Regions from separate parts of the Rattus norvegicus genome. Here region 2 is linked to region 1. The links are chromatin contacts, called in public Hi-C maps. All regions are on one chromosome and are shown on one strand. The core of a region is the stretch at or near the end of the contact, and the rest is flanking DNA. Distances in the headings are between cores, read along the strand shown.

Region 1 (5,157 bases), core at 332-2,831:
GCATACACCGGAGGTCCCTGCGTCACTTCTGTTATGATTTCTGTGTCAGCAAAAAAGGCACCTTTGGAGGTCTGCACCCTAAGGGCATGTGCATCATTTTAGCTGACTCCTTTGCATTGTTGTAGCATGTGCTGTCCCAAAGCAGGGCAAACCACCTTGCGACACTGTATAGGTGGAGCTTGTAACATCTCCATTTCTTCCTCCCCTCTCCCACTCATCCCCGCTATAGTAATATCATGGAGATTTGGACGTTTATCTCAAATCCTTTCCTAAGGCCATAGCATCATTCACTGGGACAACCTTAATGAGCTGGTAATTAGTCATTCATGGGGACATACATAATGGGCCGGCTGTCTGGTGGGAAGAGGTAAAGAGGGAGGGGGGAAAGAAACGTCAGACTCTGGGAGAGGCAGGAAGGCGGGGGTACCTCAGGGATCCCTGAGAGAGCTTTTTGTCAACAAAATGGATCAGCCTTGCAAGCAGTAAAACTTTCAAATGACCTTCATGTCAAAATATTAGGCGGCTTTTTTCCGCCAGATAGCAGTTTAATAAACATAAAAAGCCCACATATCATTCAGAGTGTGGCAAAGTTTGCGTCAAAAATGTAGCGCTCCCTTTTTAAAGAAAGAATAATGTTTCTCCATGCGGTGGAGGAAATGACACTCCGTGTCAGGCTCGTGTGGCTGGAGAATAGGTATTTACGGCAGCTACAGGAGCTCGCTAGCCTTTTCTGCTAGGAAACGCTGAACTGTGAATGAGGCCGAATCAGCAGACATAAGAGGCGCGGATCTTACAGACAAGTTCATTTCTTCCATTCGGCAAAGATACCCATTGGTTTCAGGAAAGTTGCAAATACTCAGGGACATTGAGGTGAAATGCACAGCCAGAGGTGGAGGTTTCTTGAAGTTAACTCAGCGGGCCTGGGGGAGGGAGTCTTCAAAACTACGGACGCATAATTTTTTTTCGTTGCTGAAATAATTTCTTCTCAAGGTTAAACTTCAGGGGGGAAGACAGGACCAAGGTTTGAATTTAAACTGTCTAAATAGCAGGGAATGTAAATAAACACACCCCAAAGAATTCATAGTTTCTCTTCTGTCTGAGCTCCCTTATCAGAGGAACAGTGGCTCAGCGACTAAGAACTGATAAGGCCTGGATCAGGTGCTGGCAGAAATGCAAAGTGGAAATGCCAGTCTGGGGAACCGAGACACAGCACTGACGAGTGGGTGACAGAAATCCAGAACAGCTAACACACGGTCCCCATAATTGCTTGTTGGCGTCCGCTAGTGCGGTGGTCACCAGGCAATAAAAATAATGTACATTAAGAGTGTTTTGTCACTTTTGAAAAAACATAGGACAGACATCAAGTTTGGAAGTTGCTGCTAGAATCAAAAGGGGACACCGCTTTCATTTCGAGGACATAAGTCAGAATAAGCTTGCTTTGTGCTGTCCTCTTTTTACCTCTGGATCAAGATAAATTCTTCCCCATGCCTGGGATTTCAATGAGCCCAGTGTACTGCTACATAAGGCTGTCCCTCAATCTCAAAGTCTCCCTCTGCTGCTTGGAGGACTGGGGTGGGCGTGGCTCTGCTTTCCACAAGTTCCCGAGTGATACCATTCTGTTGGTCCCCTGACAGAAGTGCTTGTGTTTGTGGTCAGTTTAAGGGTTTGTTTCACAGCGCCAGGGACTCAGACGCTGTTTGCTTTCTGGATTCTGGCTACTGGACAGGTGTGGCTAGGAGCTGGTGGGAGGCGGTCAGCTGACTGTTCACAATATCACAACATGAGCATAGATTCTTCAGGATGACCTTGAAGGATTCGTTGGGTGGGTGGGTGTGTGCTCAAGCGTGAGGGGCAGAGGACAATGCTTGTTATCATCCCCCCAGGCAGACTTTGAGGTAGGGTTCCACTGGCCGGGACTAGTCAGAATTGTTTCTCTCCACCTCTTCAGCACCGGAAGCATGTGCCGCGCTGCCTAATTTTATTTTAAATGGGTTCTAGGAACCAAACTCACGTAGGTCCTTGTACTTTTAGACAAGCACTTTGATAGTTGAACCCTCTCGCCTGCCAAGTTTTGCTTATTAAAGGATGTAATACAATCAGATCTTATCTATTGTCTATTTCTAGATTTTAAACAAGGAAGGTCTGTTTCTTTGATGTTCGAGGTAAGGCTCTTTAAAATAGAAAACAACTCAGTATCCGATCTTAGAAACAGAGAGGCGCTTCTCCATAGCTTGGGCTGGCATTGAAGTTGGGATCAGGCTAGGGCTTCGTTGGGTGGAGAAACGTTACAGGATTCCATCTAAGACTAGAGCTCCCCTGGGAACATGTGACCAATAAAAGGGACCATAAAGATCTTAGATTTGGGGGCGGGGGTACTTAACCTGAAAGCTAGTCTATCTCATAATGCTATCTGTGGCTTGAATTCTCTTAGGACACCCATTTCCCACTGAGCAATCCCACACTCTTAGCTGCCTACATGCTACACATCTGGGGCCAGAGCAACCGAGTGTCTCTAGCAGCTAGTGGGATCTATTTTTAGAGACCAAAGGAGTCTCGGTAGCTCTGGACGCTTTGGAGCCATGTTCAGGCCAGCTCACAGGGAGAATGTCATGGGGCTCTGTGTGCTTGTGTGTAATGGAGTGAGTGGCTCTCTCAGGCATCATTCCAGCATCACCCACAGCATCCTGTGTGTGACCTTCCCCACAGCTCACAGCCCCATGACTCAACTCCTTCACTGATGAGCAAAGACGTTTTAATAAAGTGAAGTCACCCTCTGTAATTAAACATTCAGCCCACCTCTTTTCAAGTTTGGCCAAGGATCCTAGAAGGCCCTCTTTGCTTAAAAACAAACAGTGGACTTGCCCACGGCATGTGATTTTTGTTGGCTTGGTGCTAAAACTGGACGAGTCAGCTTGTGCATCCCTGAAAAACAATACACACGCGTGTTCTGAGGTATGAGAGGAGAGCTTTCTCTCTAAGGCACTAAGGGGAGGTCAGCTTCAATTACTTTGTATTTTGCTGTATTTACTTGCAGATCTGAGAGCTGTCTGTACATTGGGCTATTTAGGTCACCCTCTGTCCTGAAAAGGGATTAGAGTCTAGACCTAAGAAACTCCAGGAAGCTGGGAGAGTCTTAAACAAATTCAAGGGAAGATGTAACCCTTTAAAAGAACGCATTCTTTCTAGCCATGACTCTTTATACAAGGCGACCTCTATTCTGGGTGGGCCAATGGCATCTGCCCTGTCTGATCATTGACTGCCCCATGTCAGAGAGACCTCACAGCCAGTCCCAGTTGTTGCCCTGAACTGTCCTTGATCATGGTTTTGATTACTGAACACAGGGCTTTACTGGCTCCCTCATCAGAGGCTGAAGACAACATGGCTGTCAAAATGAGCAGCAGTGTTTTGACCGGACCCATTCCTATTTGGTTGAGATGGCGGTAACTCTAGGTCCATTGCCAGGAGGGACAGGCAGGATAATTAGTCCGGGCCGGGCGTGGGAGTGGGAAGGAGAGTGGGGATCATTGTTAAAAGTTGGTAAACTGGGCTACTCCTGGTTCATTAATAGATTATCGATATATGTTCTAGGCTCGTCAGCAACCAACACCCATAATCTGACCACTCCTACCATTTGCTTAACATTATGTAAAATTACAGGTGCTTTACCAAAGTCAATAAATAAAGGGAATAAAGTCAAAGTAAAACTCGGCACAAGAACATATGGTTAGGCATTTTTCACCCTTGGCCATACTTGGTGCAGCTGTCAACATTTTTGCTTTAATGAGGTCAGAGTTTGGTTCCAAGGAAATGCTTTTCTGTGGTTCTCATGATGGCTTGGGTTGATGCCGCTGTACGCAGTTATCCCCAGATCCCAAGTTGGGGGGGGGGGGTTGAGTTCAATCCTTTACACGTACCTGTGGGCTCTAAGGAAATGACTTGGACACTCTCCATGAGTGCTTCAGTTTTCTCAGACATTGAGTAAAGTCACATATAGCCGGTTCAGAAAATGTCTGGGGACAGCTGGGGGCTGTGGCAGTGAGAAAGGTGTTAAATGTGATTCTCTCGGCCTTGTTTCTGTTCGGCTTTTTCTTGTTTACTTAATTTTCTTTTCATTGTTTCTCACCATAAGCTCAGGGGGCAGCAGGCCTCGATGGTCTTCCCATCATGACTCTGTGGAGCTCAGGATTCAAGCTCCCCTCTCCTTTAAAGGTTCCGCTGGTGAAAAACAACCCCCCAAGTTCCAAGTCAGAGATGTCTGAGTTCAGTCCCTGAGCTCAAATATGATGTGTCCTTCACTCATGGCAAGAACAAGCTGCCCAGTAGGACACAGTGGTGGGGATCAGACATGGACTGGTCCATGGGGCTCTGTGTGCACAGGCAGTTTCAGGGTTGAGCATTCCTCCAACAGGATCCACTGATTCAGCCCCCGGTGAGGGGTGAGCATCCTTCCAATAGGATCCAGTGAAAATAAAGAGGGTAATTTGCTAGCCAAAAAGTGTGCTGTTTGTCTCCTGTTATGGATTCCATGTTGTCATGTAGGCAATGCAAGTCTTTTAAATGACCAGCAGGTCTCAGCCAAAGGCAGATGGAAAAAAAGGACTTTAAACTCCATATAGAAAAGCCAAAGGGTAATAACCGGGTACCGGCTACCTCCATGAGCTTGGAACAGCCTACGCTGTGACGCTGGTGTGCTCGGGGCTGGTGGTGCCTGCCTCCTTTTTTGTTTTCATTATTATTATTTTTATTATTTCTAGTCTCCAATAAGAGAGCTTATACTTAATGGTTAAGTCATATTTCATCCTTTTTTCTTTTTCTTTTGGTTTGGAGAGGGGAAGTTCCATTTATTAGCATGTTTTTTGTTTTGTTTTGTTTTTGTTTTTGTTTTTTTGAGCAGGGTCTCTCGTTGCTCAGTCTGGCCTTGAACTCTCTGTGCATCCAAGGATGGCCTTGAACTTCTGGTTCTTGTGTCTTACCTCTGGAATAATGGTATTACATGCTCCTCCACGCTCAGTTTATGCCGGGCTGGGGATTGAACCCAGGCTTTGTGCAGATGAGGCAAGCCTAGACCCCTTTCCATACCATTTCCTCACACGTTTAACTACAATTGTCTCCTTTAAAAGCCCAGCTTTTTGAAGAAGGAGCTCGAGTGCCACTGGG
Region 2 (5,879 bases), core at 3,193-5,692, 220 kb after region 1:
GGTGGGGGTGGGGGGATGGACGGAGGCAGTAGGGAGAGAGAGCAGTTCAAGGTGATCCTCAGTTACATAACGGGTTTGATGTCAGCCTGCGAGTACACCGGACTCTATCTCAAAAAACAAGACACGATAAAATAACATCGAGATGGGCGGAGTTTGGGTGAAATAAAAGTGCTTATTGGAGGTGGGCAATGCCTACACAAGATTCCTGTTGCTTTTTTTTTTTTAAACAATAGTTGTTAAACACATCGACAGATAAAGACCTCCATTGACTCCCCTGTGGACCTTGGGTAAAATCCAAGGCCTGACAGCTTTCAAGGTCTCATCCCTAGGCTCTCCCTGGTCTCGTCCAGCATATTGCTTTCTGTAGTACTCATGTAGGCTCTTTCCTGGCCTTTTCTTAGGGCTTGTTCTGCCCTTCTCCCAGAGCACGGATTATGCAGGTGGTTATCTGGGAGTTTCTGCAGAGTCTGACTGTCCTGTCCCTCAACAGCCCTTTCCTGTCATTCTCCTGCTTCAGTTCCTCTCCACCTACTGCCTATGTGTTTTCCTGTCTATGTCAGTCTTCCTGTGACACGTGGCCCTTTAGAGCTCCTTTGTACAAGGTTGGGGACACCACAGAGTGTGTCAGGGCAGGGGGACCGGGTAGGGGTCATTCAGCAAGTGTTTGCTGGACGAACCAACCAATGTTAAATTCTCCCTGGAATCATGCAAAATCCATTCTTGTGTGGTTGACCTTTTGTGCCTCTTGTTTCGAAGTTAAACCGAGAGGAAGAGAAAGCCATGGTCGATTGTTTTCTATGTTCTCTCCTCCCTCTGCTTCTCTCTGAAAATTGCAATAGAAAAAAAAAAAGGTGAGAGAAGACAAATGGGGGCTTCCCTTAGTGCTGCTACTTTAGACAGCAGAGGAGCAGGGGCAGGGCGGGGCAGAGAGTGGGGCAAAAGTCCTCTCTCCAGCACCTTTCTGCTTCCTTCTCTTGGCTTAAAAAGGCCTCTGGCTGGCAATAATCTGATGATTCGACAGGAAATATGCCCGTAGTCATGAAAATAGGCCTTTTCCAACTTCAAAAGTGTTGCTGTATTTTTTTTCCCTCCTTATCCCCAGCTCTGAATCATTTTCCCCAACCAAGGCCCTGGGCCTCCTCCCCAAGTCGGTTTCTTTGCATTAACATAGCTCATACACACAGTTGCTTTGGCTGTTCTAGAAAATGCCCTTAAATGTAAAACACAGATGTTGCCACAATGTTAAATCATGTCGGTCGGATGGGTAGAACATATTCTGCCTAAGGGTGCAGAGCTGCGGAAGTCAAGGGGTTAAACTCATTTTCAATTTGCGTACAGATGAATGCACCCGGCTTTCCCTTTATCTGAGAAGCCTACATCCATAGGCCCGCAATAACAAACATTCAGGAAGCTGCATTCAATGTGAAATTTAACAAAAGGAATTAGCCACAGTGTGTGAACAGTAACTTTAAATAGCAGAGGTGACAGGGGAGGGCGGCTGATAAAAGAAAACTGGTAATTACTATATCAGTGCCCTTTGCACACCAAGTTTCTAAACTGTATTAAGAGGTTGTTCACAACTCTGCCTACCTTTTTCTCCCATCAAAATAGAGCAAAATAAAATATAAAAGGAGGCCAGCTACGTCTCTGGATCATTTGAACAGAACAGCACCGCCAATGTAAAGTGTTCTTATACGTGGTGCAATTTCTAATTGCAAAATTTAATTGTATCAAAAAAAATCTTGTTATTTTTATAGAGCCAGCCCTGCAGAGGAGTAGCAAACTCTCCATTTCTCAGCTTTCCTGCAGAAACAGCTGGCTAGAGCTTTCCTTTTTAATATTTAATCTGAACTTTATTAATTCTTTTGGACACAAAGAGACTGGGCATCTACTGCATGGTCACCTCTCTGTGCAGAGCACAGCTCTGGGGATGTAAAGCCCACATACCGCCTTTCGGTCTCAGGCCCCCTTTGTCATCGTTTTAATTCTGCTGTGTTTTTCTTTTTAAGCTTCAGAAAGCATTGGCTGGAAACAAACACCCTGGCCCCACCGTGCACAAAGGCTGACGGAGGTTGGGTAGGAAAACAGAGGACCACAGGTAACCCAGCCACAGCCAGTAAGGCACTGGGGTCAGAAGGATGCTCAGAGCAAGCTTCTCTGTATAATGGGGGTGCACTGAGACTTTCTCCACCCATCTCCCCATCCCTGCTTCCGCTTCTGTTTTCTGTTTTCTTGATATTGTGTTCTTATTCTTAGCAAAAATATTTTTTAAAAGATTTATTACTTTTGTGTGAGTGTGAGTGTGTGTGTGTGTGTGTGTGTGTGTGTGTGTGTGTGTGTGTGTGTACTCTATATGAATACTGGCACCCACAGAGACCATATTTTCCTGCAACTGGATTTCAATGAGGTAGTTGTGAGCTGCCTGAAAAGGGTGCTGTGAGCTGAACTTGGGTCCTCTGCAAACAAACAAACAAACAAATAAACAAATAAACAATACATGCTTTTAAATGCTGAGTCACCTCTCCAGACCCCATTAGCTAAACTTCCTAGAAAGGTTGAACTACATGAGTATTCTAGTGTGAAGGACGACAGAACCAATGTGAGGCTGAGAATGTTTAGAAAAACTAACCACCTAAAGGAGGCACACGGCTCTTTGATCTCTTGAAAACCCGTCAACTGAAGGATATAGCTAAATCCCGATGATTCTAGAAAGGTAGAAGCAACACCAATGGGTCAGCGCTGTATGAAGGCTTATGAGCATGAATTCGTAGTCCAGTGTAAGAATGTTTTCAGAATTAGTTATATCTGCATGAAGGATGAAGACAGATGGGTTTCCTGATATGTTGGAGAATTGTAGGTTCCTGGGTACTGCAAAGGTGTGGGACAGACTTACCGAGGTCAGAGATGCTGCCCCAAGGATCCACTGCAACACTGGATGACTGCACGTCAGCGACGACCGACTGTCCTTGGAAACCCAGCCTGCTCTGGCCTTGCTGAGATTCGTCTCTGGGAAATGATTGGTCTGTTGGGGATGTCACTTCCCAGCATCATTGGCTTACTCTTAAGACCTGGTGACCTTTACCATGAACACAAAAGCAGAGGTGGTGTCCATCACTCCTTTGTCATAGTGGCTAGGAAGCTATTCTCCGCCTTCCTCTCTGATCTGTGATTTGAGGCTGAGTACCATGCAGCCCAGCGAACGTTGCAGTCATGGTAAGGAAGGAGGTTAGGGCCCTGAAAGCTTCTCACAGTCCGAGAACCGGCCTGGACTGACAAAGAGGCCATCTTTATACCCTCCAGTCCAGGTAGTCATTCATTGACACAGCAGTTAGCGTCATGCACCCTGACGCAGCCACCCAAACTCCTTCAAAATGGAGAGACACTGGTGATTCCAACCACTGTGGCTCATTTCTGGGATTCATAGATTACAGAACAATTTGTTTTTCAGCTTTAGTTTTACCCAGGAGAAATGTTTCTGAATCTTGAATCTGTTGTCTATCTATCTGTCTGTCTGTCTGTCTGCCTGCCTGACTGCCTATCCATCCATCCATCCATCCATCCATCCATCCATCCATCCATCCATCCACCCACCCACCCTTCTATCTATCTATCTATCTATCTATCTATCTATCTATCTATCTATCTATCTATCTATCTATCCATCCTGTCTGTCTGTCTGTCTCTTTATTGTTTTCAGCTCTAATTAAGAGGCTTTGTTTGGTCATTTTAGTTAAACCCTCTCTGACATGAATGGAAGGTCTAGCTGAACAAGCGAATGACCCTCTTGTTCGCATACATTCTGAGTTTTCAGCTGGGTTTCCTGGGCAGTGTTGGAGGCACTCCATCGCAGAATATTTTGAGATTGAAGCCCACAGAGGATAGCAGACCTCTAAATGGGACTAAGATGGCAATGTCACCAGAAACTGAAGGACAGGTAAACCATAGAGAAGCCAGAAACAGCTGCTGAGCAGCTCAGAATATTGTCTCCCAGTTTCTCCAAAGCAGCCAAGGGCCTGAGCTGAGAAACCAGATTTCTTCTGGGTGCACATCACTCTTTCCCCTCCCTTGAAGGACACTGAATTTCCATAAAACCACAAAGGCCAAAAGTATGCTCAAGACCAAAATAGCACTGTGCTGAACAAACAAACAAACAAACAAACAACAACACCCCCACCCCCATAACCTTGGTTAAACACACAGAGTGTTGCTCCATGATTCATGGCCATTAAGTGCTAATGCACTGGGGATGCTATGGTGGAATATGTGGGCCCCCTTTTGAATATAGGACCTGGGGCAACAAGAACATAACCCTTGGTTGACAAGTGGGGTAATGGAGCAGAACACAGTTCCGATGCAGGCATGTTGATTTCCTGTGCTCTGCTCAGCTGGGTTCTAAGAATGTCCGTACGGAACTCAAACCTCCATCCCCAGCCAGATTCCTACGGAGGGAGGGGACAGGAGGGACGGATGGCCAGCTTGTTTTGCTCCTGTGTGCTCAGTCTAATCTGTACATATGTGCAGATCCATATTTAGAATTTGTCTAGGCAGAGAGTGGTGAGCCACAGAAGCTCTTGCTTGTCACTTGAAAGATGCCGGGGAGTTGCACGCCAAGCTCTTATCAGGAGCCTGTTTCTCTTCCTCCCCGCAGATCTGCTAGGACAGAATTCTCCCGATGTGGAAATGAAAGCTGTACGTCTGTCAAGGACATGGGACATTTGTGTCCTTTGTCCACCAGTTTCTGTCATACTGGCAGGCAGATGCAAGGCTCGTGTGGGGCAGTGGTGGGTCAATAATGTCAATATGGGTTTGAGTTTACATCCAGCTTTTCTCTGACTAAAGAGAGAGCTTTTATGTATAATTAAGGCTTGGGAAATGGTGTCAGCACTTTCCTTCAAGAGGAAAAAAAAATGAGTGAGGGCAGACGCTAGATGGGCGGAGTCTGTGACCTTTCTCTTGGGTAATGTGGATGTGGTAACTCCAGGCTGTGCTGCTTGATGCCCTGGAGACGTGAAATGTTCTATTCGAATGACTGTGTCCAACAGCCCCTCCCCATTCAGGGTTTGCTGCTGCACCTCTCTGAGGAGTCCTAAATTTCAGAGACAGTCTAGTTACGGCTATGTTCTCAAGCGCCAAGTCCCTCATTGCTCTGAACACCACCATGATGTGACCTGTCACCTCCATTCCAACAGTCTGAGAATAGCCCTGCCCTGGCGGCCTCCGTGTCCTTCATGCTTAGCTATGAGTGCCTCTGGCTGCCCAGAACTGAGGCTGTGGGTCTCGGACTCGGGAAGGGCCAGCATCCTCAGTGAGCACCTCTGTCTGTACCGCACACAGCGACATGATTCCAGAGCACCTCAGAGAGGGATGTGAGCTTCTCAGAAGTCACTGTGGTAGTGATTCCTAAGCTCTTCCTCAGATCTGGTGACCCCCCAAGTACCCTTCCATATCATTCTCCTGGCTCCCCCTAGTGGCCCAGGGGACCCCAACCAGAAAGTTTTATTACAGTTTTTTGAGATTATAATATAATTACATCATCTCCCTCTTCTTGCCAAACCTTCCCACTTGCTTTATAAGTTCATCATCTGCCTAAGGAGATGCCTGACAAGCCTGATTCTATACCACTTGTGTGGGCAACTGGATCCACCCTGATTCTAAAGCCCAGCATGTGTCCCCTCCTCCCATCTCTGAATGCTAAGCAAATTTTTTTTTTTTTTTTTTTTTTTTTTTTTTTTGGCTAGGAACCTTGGGGGATAGCTTGCCTTTGAGGTTGGGTTGGGAAATCTTGTCTTTCTGTTTGTTTTGTTTTTAAAGACAACAATGAGCCCACACTGGCCTGGACCTCATCCGGTAATGCAGGTTGGGTTCAGCTTTAAGTGATT

The links. Hi-C and Micro-C count contacts between places; a contact is called where the count stands out from the background.
Region 2: a Hi-C map of frontal cortex shows a contact between it and region 1, with 2.4 times the contacts expected there. The contact joins two enhancer-like sites. A contact is called at or near these places in 2 of 12 Hi-C or Micro-C datasets (frontal cortex and mammary epithelial cells) and 1 of 1 datasets of contacts at active chromatin or transcription factors (oligodendrocytes).

The regions. Positions count from the first base shown.
Region 1 is chr1:53,273,435-53,278,591 of GRCr8, forward strand. No RefSeq gene overlaps it. Among named protein-coding and RNA genes, the nearest start is that of Pabpc6, 320 kb to the right of the region's middle. Within about 2 kb of position 1,582, at least 34 of the 93 cell types and tissues checked have an H3K27ac peak or open chromatin away from gene starts, as enhancers often do.
Region 2 is chr1:53,492,774-53,498,652 of GRCr8, forward strand. LOC102549608 (a long non-coding RNA gene) reads right to left here. Exons shown (of 4, transcript XR_005497996.2): 3 at 1-3,076. Among named protein-coding and RNA genes, the nearest start is that of Pabpc6, 97 kb to the right of the region's middle. Within about 2 kb of position 4,443, at least 30 of the 93 cell types and tissues checked have an H3K27ac peak or open chromatin away from gene starts, as enhancers often do.